Regions from separate parts of the Gossypium hirsutum genome. Here region 1 is linked to region 2. Evidence: chromatin contacts called from public Hi-C data. All regions are on one chromosome and are shown on one strand. The core of a region is the stretch at or near the end of the contact, and the rest is flanking DNA. Distances in the headings are between cores, read along the strand shown.

Evidence for each region. A called contact is a pair of places that touch in the nucleus more often than the background predicts.
Region 1: a contact with region 2 is called in a Hi-C map of leaf, with 1.8 times the contacts expected there. The contact joins two enhancer-like sites. A contact is called at or near these places in 7 of 34 Hi-C or Micro-C datasets (anther, leaf and petal).

Annotation. Positions count from the first base shown.
Region 1 is chrD08:12,543,540-12,549,442 of Gossypium_hirsutum_v2.1, reverse strand. LOC107913519 (a long non-coding RNA gene) reads left to right here. Exons shown (of 5, transcript XR_001688547.2): 5 at 3,378-3,632. Among protein-coding and RNA genes, the nearest start is that of LOC107913519, 4.9 kb to the left of the region's middle. Within about 2 kb of position 2,217, at least 9 of the 9 cell types and tissues checked have an H3K27ac peak or open chromatin away from gene starts, as enhancers often do. A contact at or near this core is called in leaf, where this site is marked.
Region 2 is chrD08:12,492,807-12,499,045 of Gossypium_hirsutum_v2.1, reverse strand. No RefSeq gene overlaps it. Among protein-coding and RNA genes, the nearest start is that of LOC107913508, 17 kb to the right of the region's middle. Within about 2 kb of position 1,920, at least 7 of the 9 cell types and tissues checked have an H3K27ac peak or open chromatin away from gene starts, as enhancers often do. A contact at or near this core is called in leaf, where this site is marked.

The sequences.
Region 1 (5,903 bases), core at 968-3,467, 50 kb before region 2:
CCTTAGGAAAGAAACCTAGTACTCTAGTTATCAATTCTTTGTTTGAGTCTGTCCTTCAAACTTTGAAAAGATGATTTCTTTCTCTTCCCTACCATACTAGGCAGCCCTAGATATCGTTCTATATCAATTGCTCTTCTGACTCGAAGAATCGTTGATACATCACCCCTTACCCCCTCTTCTGTATTTGAACTAAAAAAAACAGCCGATTTTTCATAATTCACACATTGCCCTGAGTTCAATTCATATTGCTGTAGTATCCATTTTAAAGATTGTGCACCCTTTTCTGTAGCTTCTACAAATAAAATACAATCATCTGCAAAGAGTAAATGGGAGATAGCTGGTCCTCTTCGGCTTACTTTAACTCCTTTAAGAATATTCTCTTCTTTTGCAAGCCTCATTAGACTCGATAATCCTTCTGCACAAAAAAGAAATAAGAATGGACTTAGAGGATCTCCTTGTCGTAGGCCTCTTGATGGAATAATCTTTTGCCCCTATGTTTCCATTGACAATCACCTCATATGAGACCGATGATACACAATTTAAAACTGAATCCACCCATTATGGATCAAAACCCATCTTTTTCATTACCCCTTCCACAAAACCCCATTCAACCCTGTCATATGCCTTACTCATGTCCAGTTTGACATCCATGAAACCTTTTTTCCCCACCCTCTTGAGTTTTAGAGTGTGTAGAATTTCATAAGCAAGAAGAAAATTATCGGAAATCAGTCTCCCTAGAACAAAAGCACTTTGTGCTAAATCAATACATTTATGGATCACTCCCCAAAGTCTTCTAGCAATGACTTTAGCTATCAGTTTGCAGATCACATTACATAAGCTAATTGGTCTAAATTGAGTAATCCTTGAGGGATTAAAGATTTTTTGGATAACCACAATGTTTGTCCTATTAATTGAATGTAAATCCATACCTTCGTTTAACCTCTGGAGACAAAATTTAGATACATTCTCTCCCATAATTGACCAACACTTCTGCTAAATAAGGCTGGAAAACCATCCTCTTCTGGAGCTTTTGAAGGACCCATTTCTGAAAGAGCTTCTAGTATCTCCTCCTTCGTGTATCTTGCCTTTAAAATATTAGTCTTCCTTTAAAATACATCTTTCAATTCCTGTCAGAATCCTCTTAAAATTTCTTTGTCCTCCTGATGTAAATAATTTTTGAAAATATATTCTAGCGATTTCCTCCATTTCCGTACACTCCTCTGTCTCCCTTCCGTCTTCGAGCTGCAACCTATGGATTTGATTTTGTTTTCTTCTTTGTGACGCTTGCTTGTGAAAAAAAGCTGTATTTCTATCACCAAGTTTCAACCAATTAATTCGGGCCCTCTGCTCCCAGAACTTTCCTCCTTTTTGATCTCAAAATTCAGGTGGATTTTTGTATTAATAATCTCTATTAGATTCTCATCACTTCTATTAGATTCAAGTAATGTTGCCAGTTTTGAAGTCAAAACCTTTGTTTTCATCTTTCTATTCTGCTGAATCTTAGCTCCCCACCTCTACAAACCTCTTTTCAAGTTTTCCAGCTTGTTTACAAAATCTCCTGTAGAGTTTTCCCAAATTTGTTTAGTTTCACTCAAAAATGTTTCTTCCAATACCCACCACGCTTGAAACTTGAAATTTCTTTTTGCCAACCTTTCAATTCTACAAACCGTATCCAAAAGAAGTGGACAATGGTCAGAGAATAAATGTGAGAGGTGTCGAATCATAGCATTTGGGAATAAAGCGCTCCATTGCTCCGTTGTAACTCCTCTATCAAGTCTTTCCTGGATATTTGTTTCAAATAAATTCCCTTTCTCCCACGTGAACCACCTACCTGAATATCCCAAATCAACCAGGTTGCAATCTTCTAAAGCCTGACGAAAAGCTTCCATTCTTCTTTCCTCCCTTGGTAATCTACCTTTTTTCTCGAAACCATATAAGATTTCGTTAAAATCCCCACAAACCATCCATGGGTATTCTCCATAAATCCGTAATCATCGCAACAGATTCCATGCTTCATCTCTGTCAAGTGAGTAAGGAGAACCATAGAAACCTGTAAATCTCCATATTCTATTATCTTCTCTGTCCCCAATAACCACATCAATATGTCGATTTGAAAAACTTTGGAGCTTAATGTTAACACCTTCTCGCCATGCTAGACTTAACCCCTCTAGAACCAATCGAGTCCACATCAATTCCACACTGGAACCCACAACTTTTTCGTATTTTTCCATTAAGAAGATCATTTGGGGATACTGTTGCTTCAGCGAATGCCGAAGTCGTCGAACTGTCCGAGGATTCCCCAAACCTTAGACGTTCCAGCTTAAGATTTTCATTGCAACCGGTCGGCTTGCCTCTTGGCAGCCGCCGATATCAAATGGTTGACTTTCGTCTTTCTCCTGTTTCTCCCTCCCATCTCATTACTTTCTTCAATATCCCCTCTTATTCTCTTTTTCCCCTCCTCTCCTACAACCACCTCATTCTCCAAATCATGCTCCATCGCCACTTGATTATTATCAATTAACTTTCTTGTTCTCTCTCTACCAAGGGAGATCCCATTACCTTCCAGGTTAAAACCTAACATAGGATCAGGAATACTCTCAAATTGTCTTACCTTCCTCCCCTCTATATTTCCCCTGAATTCATCTCAGTTATTTCTGTCTACAAATCCTCCCTCCTCCCTTAACCAGGCACTACTCATTGCTTGGGCTCTTATTGACTGTGCACGCAAAGACAGATCCCAGCTCATCTCATCAATTTCAACCCCAGCCTCCATCTTTGCTTCACAAAAGGATTCATTATGACCTAGATGGCCACAATAGAAGCAAAAGAGAGTTAATCTTTCATACTTAAATCTAACATAAGAGCATATATTCTTAAACATAACTTGTTTTTTCCTTTTGAGATGACGAAGAAATATCAATTTGAACTCTGATCAGCATAAAATTCATATTTTCTTTCCCCAAACTAGAGCTATCATACTCTTGAAAAATTCCAATGAAGTTCCCTAATTGTCTGGCCAGATTTTCAGAATAAAAGCCAAAGGGTACATCATGGATTTGTACCCAGAAAGGTGACAAAATTAGTGGAACTTTTAGCGGATCCTCTCCCCATTGCAACTTGTGCAGAACCAATAGATGATTATTAAATGTCCAAGGGGACCCTTTTTAACTCTTTCCATATCCACAATATGAAAAAATTTAAATATATACCTCTTTTCCCCCAGATCTCTGATTTGAACACCCTTAACCGGATGCCATAGATTAGCCATTGTACTTTTCATTGCTGGATAATGGATAATACTGGTTGTAAGAAAACATCCAACCAGAACTTAGAACTTCTTCTTCACTTACCGATTCTGTATCACCTTGTGCTTGCAGGATTTCTTCATCTTCATCTTCAAGGGATAGACCAGCAAATTCTGATTCCATGGGCGTAACACGAGAAAACCGAACGAAGAGAATTATTCAAAACACTGGAGATGTAAGCCGTCAGGCCAAGAAAAACTTTTGAGAACCTAAACTTGCCAGAGAGGCAGACAGAGACGTGCTAGGGTAGCAGACTCTTAACAATGGAATTTTACCTATACACAAGAGTATATTAATTAATTATTATTAGATATTATTTTAAATTAATCATCATTTAATTAATTTTACAGATATATCTATAATCTATAATCTATTTATAAAATATATAAAAGTATGAGTTTGGAAAAACTTGTGAACAAACGAGAATACCCTTTATTTTTTATGATATTACTAAATTAATTTTAAAAATAATTATAATTTAATTTAGACTTATTAGTTTTTTTTCTAATTTCAAAATAGACTTAAATTTTTATTAATTTTAATTTTTTTTAAAATTGTGCAAATCTTCTTGAAGTAAAATAGTGTTATTACTCGAATAGAACTCTAAGCATCTTAATTATCACTTAATTAATATTAGAGTTGTATAGAAATTAAAATTTAAGTTTAACTTTATAAATAGCATCCAACAATTACTCATATTCAATCAAGCAACATCTAAAAAATTTATCGGTAAGAAATGGAGATTGTTAGCATTGATGAGAAAGAATTGAAGCATTAAAACAATTATTCCTAGAAGATTAAATCTTATTTGATCAACAATGACACTGAAGAGTGAATGAAGATTATTTTAATTGATGATGAAATAATATAATATTATGACATTTTTAAAAATATTACACTGTGTGAAGCATGCACTCTTAAAATCATTTTTTTATCTATTCATTAATTGTTTGGTGCAAGTAAAAAATGTTTTATGAGTGCTTTGAAAAGAAAGTCGTATTTCAACAATTATTTTTTAATCACTATTACTAAACATGTTTATTAATTTAACGTAATATATTTCATATATATCATGAACTATTATTATGATTGTTGTATCTCTTTTTGGAAATCAAGAGAAATTATGATTATCACTAATAGGTAAAAAATAATTTAAAATATACTATTTGAAAACTAACTAAAAATTAAACACGTAAAATCACGTACAATGCATGTGACGTTAGAAGCTAATATATATAAAAGCACAAGTTTAGAAAACTTTTAAACTAACGAGAACACCCTTTATTTTCCATCATATTACTAAATTCATATTTAAAATAATGATAATTTAATAGAAGTTGTGATAATTACACATTTAAAAATAATTATAATTATAATTATAATTATTAGCTAAAAAAGTTAAAATAGAGTTATTACTTTAATAGAATTCTAATCATAAAATATAGGGTTATTAGTTAAAAAATTGACATAATTATCACTTAATCAATATTTAGAGTTAATTCTATTAATTTGTTATTATTTTGAATAATATTAATTTGCATTAATTACATAAAGTGAAACTATATTGCATATTCATTTCTTAATGTAGGAAAATATTTTGATTTTTTTTACTGATGTGACACTATCACGTTACCCACTATCACTGACATGAAGTACAACATCAACATCGTTAACAACCACGTCGGCACTACAACATTCAAAGATGGTCAAAGGGGCTTAATTGATGCAATTTGAGAGTTTAAGGACTTAATTGAATGAGTTTTTTTACGGAGAAATTTAATTGGTTTTTCGTCAAAATTTAAGGGTTTATATACCCATTTAGCTTATATTTAATTATATTCAATAATTCAAATACTAAACGTGTAACATAACATGAAATGCATGTAACATTAAAAATAAAATTTTAAAAATATATATTAGATAATTTTGTTTATTAACTTTATTATGAGATGAGTGGAATGAGCAAGGGTGATGACAATGGTACCCTAAAAAGGTATGGCCCAAAAACAGAAAGTGATGATCATGCATGGGTTTACGAGGATCTAATTGAACATCTACGAAAGGAATAAAATCATGTGATTGTGAAGTAATAGCGCATTTATTGTTAGTGGAAAAGCATGTTATGTCCATATTTCCAAAAGTAGGACAACAATCAATGGTCAATCAAACAGCAAATCATCCGACAAGGATTATTTGCTTTGAGTAATTTTATATTATATCCATTCCATTCGGTGGATTGAATTCTTTTTCTTTTTCATTTTTTCTTTTATGTTTTTTATATTGGGCAAATAACCAAAAAAGGTCGGTTTTTTTCAAAATTTACCGAAATGGGCCAGTTTTTTAATTATTTACCGGAATGGGCCATTTTCCGCGAAATCGCGTCCATGCCAGGGCGATGTCAGGGTACGCGCAGGTAGGGGTGTGCATAATTCGGGTAAAACCGAAAAATTCGGTTAACCGACCGAATTCGGTTAATCGGTTGGTTAATCGAATTTTTTCGGTCAGGGGTCGGTTAATTTTTTTATGATTTTTCGGTTAACGGTTAATTCGGTTCGAAACCGGTCGGTTAACCGAAAATTTTCGGTTAACCAAAAAAAT
Region 2 (6,239 bases), core at 671-3,170:
AAAAAATAAATATGGTTTTTTTTTATTTCTTTTAATTAGTGACATCTTGAGAATGTATAAATTTACACACCCATCAAAATAAATCAATATGTGAAATTGTACATTTTAAAAATAAAACTATCATACATGATAAAATATGATTTCTTTTATTATTATAAAATAAAATTTATGTATATTTTTTAACTATTTTCTAAAATAATATTTATTTTTGAAACATAAGTTTTGTACAAATTTTACTCTTTAATTTTTTTCCTTTCAATTTTAAAAATATATTTCAAACTAATTTTAAATATTTTTATTTTTCTAAAATTACAAATTCAATTAATATAATATTCGTATAACTACAATCAACATAGATTAATACAACAAACAAACACAATTATACTTATAATCAATATATGAATTAAATAAAAATAAAATGTAGACTAAAAAATTGCACTAACTTAAAAGCTTGAATCTCAAAATTCCTGAGATGTGATACCACTAATTATACATTTATAAAATTTATGAGATGAAACTTTAATAAGTTGTGTGATGGTAACATGATGACCATGTTTATTATATGCGATTTGATGAAAGCCATCTTAACTACATTAATTAAAAATTTGTTAATTCCAGTATCATACAAAATCATAATTTAACTAACATCCATCCATTCATATTCAACCTTCACAAGTTTTACAGTAATAGAGTGAAGTTTAACCCAAATAAGATACCACATTACACGTTTTAAAAATAAAAATACATAATAATATATTTAACTTGTAATGTTTACTTCTTTTGTCATTTTGACCCTTGACCTTCAAATTTTATTCCAATTCTATTTTCTTAAATGTAAAAGTTGTCTGGACTATGAAAATTTTAACTGCACTGACATTGTCAATTGGCAATTCATATACTTTATAAAATTTCAAAAAATTAATAAAAATGATTAAAGATTTCAATTTTTTTTAAAGTCCATAAAAAATTCAAGCAAATTATCCATGTTAGCAATAAAGTACATGCAAACTATCACTTGCGCTGCCTTGCTAGTGTCATTAAAATTTTAATAGTTTAATAAAATTTTAACAATTAGACTAAATTTAGAAAATTAAGAACTAAAATGATAAAACAATAATTAAAACCAAAGTGACAAAAAATTAATTAAGACCAAAGTAAGAAAATAAATAAACTTTAGTACCTAAATTAACCATTTTTCCAATTAAAGATAATACCCTAAATGTTTCTCATAAAGTACCACTATCCATAATAAACAAATTCCCTTCTCTCCCCTTTAACTTTATCAGATCTAAAACGCACAAAAAGGAATTTGCAAAAATATATTAGGACATCAACAACTTATACAAAGCACTTCATTTCATCACCATCACCACCACCATCATCGTCATAATTAACAATAGTTTTATATCCTTATTTATTTCCACAGTTTATACTTTTAAATCCGTCAACTCTTCATATTTTAGGCCTATATTTTAACAAATCAGAAACCCTATATATAGTTGCACTATCTTCGTGAAAACACCTCCAACTCTACAAGAGATTATCATAAAAAAAATAGAAGAGAAGCTAGCTAGGTGTGGCTCCAAGAACCCAAGAACATCATGGTTCTTATGGGTTCATCAGTATAGTGGCTCCCATTTCGTCTCTCTATTTCTTTGGAAATAAGAACCCTATGCCCTCTTTGAACCCCTTTCTTAGCCATGGCATCCATGGCCGCCTCGCATGCTTGCTTCACCCTTTCCCTGATCATCATCCTCCCCTTTGATTCAGCCATCACTGAATTATTATTACTATTATTATCACCGGAGAGGCTTTGAGGCTTCATAATGTAATTAATGCCTTTAGGCTAAGATATTAGAAGTATAGACTGAACAAATGTGGGTTTATATAGAAAAAAAGAAAGGCAAAAAGATGCCATGGGTTGTGAGTGGTAGGACCATTTTGTCTTTCAACAAAGATAGGATTAGATTCCAACACGCTTCTGTCTCTAATGACAACTGGGTTCAATTTTAATGTATGGTTTGCTTTATTGAATGGCATTTGGTTATTGGTTGTAATCACAGTAATAAATTAAAACTTTAGGGATCTAATTAAATTTTTTAATAATTAATTAATTTTTTTAACATTTTAAAAACTTTTGTATGGCTTAATTAAAAGTTTTAGAGTTAAAAATTGTAAAAGAAATTAAAGGACTTAATTATAATTTTTTAGGACGCCTCTTACGTTGGTCCTTTACCATCCTAAAAAGTTTTAGGACGTCTCTACTTCAATTTGATATAATTTGATCCCTTAATCCAAATAATTAATTATTCTCATTAAAATATCAACGTACAAAAAATCATGTTCACATGTTTTTTTTTTAAGAATTAATTGGACTCATTTATTAATTTGAAAAGCATACAGAAAAAAACATTAAAGTAGTTGACACAAATATGTGGCTCTTAGGGAAGCCAAACAGTCCAGCCTAAAAAGATGGGTTTTCTCCCCCATTTTACAAAAGACATTTCGAAACCAAAAACCTGTAATAACCCAAATTTTCTCGGCCCAAATCAGAAATAAATAAATAAACAAAAATTATTAAAAGTCCATCAGTCCATATTACAAATCTAAAATACATCAAACCCACTAAGCCCCAATATCACAACCCAATTATTAACCCAACTACCCAATTACAGACCAAAATAGCTTAACCCAAACTCACTAAGACCCACTAACCTAACCCTGGCCCAATTAATTTACCCAAACACAAAATACCCAAAAATGAAACCAAACCTACACCCATTACACCGGTCCAAATAACTAAAGCTCAAATTAGTCCAAAGCTAAGAAAACAAGAAACCCTAGGGTTTTTGCAAACTCCAGCCGTCGCAACAGTAGCCTCCATGCACTGCGCCGAGCCATGCCACGTCACCGTACGGCCTCGCACCTACAACAACCTGCAGCAAACGCAACAAACGCAACAAAGGCAGCAACAGCAGCAGAATACACGGGAATAGCAGAGAAAAATAGCCAAAATTTTTAAAAAATTTCCTGTAAATTTCTATTTTATTTTCGGCTATATAAAGTCGTTTTCGAATTTGTAAAAGGATCTTCTTTTCCTTTTTTACGTATACAAAATACAAAAAGTTTGAAATACAGAAAGGTGATTCAGTTCTTTCATTTTCTAGTCTTCTTTTAGTTTTTTTCTTCTCAACGCTTATTTGATTCGTGATTTGTAAAGGAAACAATAGGAAGAAATTAAAAGGGGGAAAATACCTCGTCGTCGAATCCCTGTTCTCTCTGTCGCCGTCGGAGCTTGAGCAGGGGTTTAGAGATCCCTTTTGAAGGATCGATGAGCAGAGCGGCGCAAAAAAAAGGGGCGACTTTGGGGGCTGGTGTTTAAGCTGGCCTAGGGTTCTAATTTGAGGGTTAAGAAAGGATTTTTATAGTGCATAAAACGACACTGTTTAGGGCCTGTTTCAGTGGTATTAAAACGGTGCCGTATTAACCATCCAACTTCAATAACCGGCGCGGTGGTTCGACCCGGGGAGGATCCGCGCATTTTTTGTTGTGTGGTCTATTTGCACCTTCGATCCCTCCTTTTTACTCCATCCTTTTAATTTCATTTTTTGTTTTTTTTTGTAAATTTCCCGCATGAATTTTGAATTTGTTTCAATTCAGTCCGGGTCTAAATGCCGCATTTTGAAGGAAGGGAGTATTTCCCGCTTGGTCCCCCAAGTAATTCACGCATTATATTTTGGCCCTCTGTTTTGTTTTATTCACATTTTTCCCCTTTTAATTTTGTTTAAAACTCAATTTAATCCTCTTTGTTTTTTTTAATTGGTTTAATATTCTTTATTATTATTATCATTGTCACCACTAGCCTTATTGATATTGTAATTATGTTATTATATTTTATTTATCTATTTATATATATGTATATGTTACTTACGTACTACACTTTAAATTTTTTATATATATTACAATCATATATATTAGCGTCAAATTTCATTATGTATTATTTTTAAATTACAATATATTATTAGCATCATAAAATTTTATGTATTATTAGCTTAGATTTATTATATATTTATTTTTAAATTCATTATGTATTATTATTTCAGGTTTATTAGGCATTATTTTAAAAGAAAAATATTATGTTTGGTATATATATATTGTTCATTTTAAGATTTTGGCATGTATAATTTATTGATTGTGATTTCTCTTGTTGCCATTGTTTTCTTAGTATACATTTTTAAAATCGATTATTAATTCATTTGATGTTTAATTGGTAATATAGATGTTTGCATAATAGGATTAAAATTATTGTTGCTATTCTTGTTAACATTTATCTATTGCTTGGTCATTATTTTTTAGTGTGTGTTCGGATCATCAATTATCTCATACATTACCATTCAATCGTGCTACATTAAAGATTGCGTTTCATAAATATCAAAATCATTTTATACAAAAGTCTTTCAAAATAACGCGACACTCGAAATTTGGGATTCTCGAAAAGATTGTGTCCTAACTCACTGGATTTCAATCTTCCTCGGGATCTAAAAAACCGAATATCCTTTTAATTAAAACATAAATAAAAAGCTCATTCTCGGGAATTCGACATGTTGTGTCCTAACGCATTGGATATGACAGGTTGTTTTCTCGAGACGAAGATTTTTCTAATAAATGAAAATAAAGGCAATATTTGATATTTAGGAATTTTGTGAAATCAAGCCCTAACTTATTGGGTTTTGATTTTCTCATTTGACCCAAATAATCAGATATCCTTCTCAAAAGACATGAATTTTTAAAATTTAAAAAAGATAAACTTGATTTTGAGATTCGAAATGTTGCACTCTAACTTACTGAGTGTGACGATTTATTTCTTTGAAATAAGTGAGCCTTATCATCCAAATCATTTTATTCAAGATAAAAGGATTGTATTTTAAAATCTTTTCAAAATTTCGACACTAAGACATTAAACAATCAATTCGGTACCAATTCTGGGCGTTACGAGGGTGCTAACCCTTCCTTGTGCGCAACCGACTCCCGAACTTATTTTCTCAAATCTCGCAGACCTAAAATTTATTTTTAATGGTGAACCGATCACACCTTAAGAAAAGATCGGTGGCGACTCCCATTTCTATTTTTAAAAGTCGATCCCCATTTTGAAACCAATATAAAAAAATGGTTTCGACAAAACCCATTCAGAAAACCAATATTCATAACATGCTTAAATCGAGCATACAAAGCTTAATTCGTACCTTTGGGACTGAATCGATAACATATAAAAGTTTTGAGATAACATATAAAAATTTTCGAATAAGGGTCACACGCCTGTGTACTCAAGCCGTGTGACATGAAATAGACTTGGTTTAAGTTACTTTTCACACTCCAAAACACTTGTACCTAAACCATTATATAGTACCAAATTCACATAAAATTTAAGCAACTATAAACAACCATTTCAATGCACATATATGCCATTTCAAAATCAATCATTTACATACTCAAATCAATAACATTTGTGCATTTAAACACATATCAAACTAATATGATTCAACCTCATACCTATCCTAATATCAAATAACATTCAAGCATTTTCCAATCACCAACTCATCACATACCAATATTATCGTATGCATCAAATCCTTCATAAGCAAACTGTCCAAAACATATCATCTTATACACATTTGACCATTATAACAACTAAGCCAAATCTCATGGCTTAAGAACACCAAAACACATAACTATACAATAAGCTAAAGTAACCAAAAACATATTCCCATAAACTAGCCTATACATGCCATATTTACACAACTTCCATGAGTTCAAAAGTATCGAGAGATAGACTAGGTAGTCTGATGCTAATCTCTAATGTTGTCCGAATCGAGCTAGCTAGCGAACCTTTATAAAAAATGAAAAAAAAATAAACTGAGTAAGCATTAGAGCTTAGTAAGCCCATATAATAGAATTAAAATTACCACATTGCATAATTTAAGCAATTAAACCAATATGTTCAACTCGAATATTCAAATGCCTATCACACATACACCTCAATAGGGTAGAGTCTCAAATATGCACATAACCAACATTTCATCCATGAATGATTCAATTTGGCATTCAATTCACATAGCATTTCATTCATACATTTCATAAAATCTCATTTCCAGTTACATACATCCTCATAACACATATCACATTTCATCTATACAATTCACATAGATCATATTTCATTTCATTCTCAATCATATAATCGG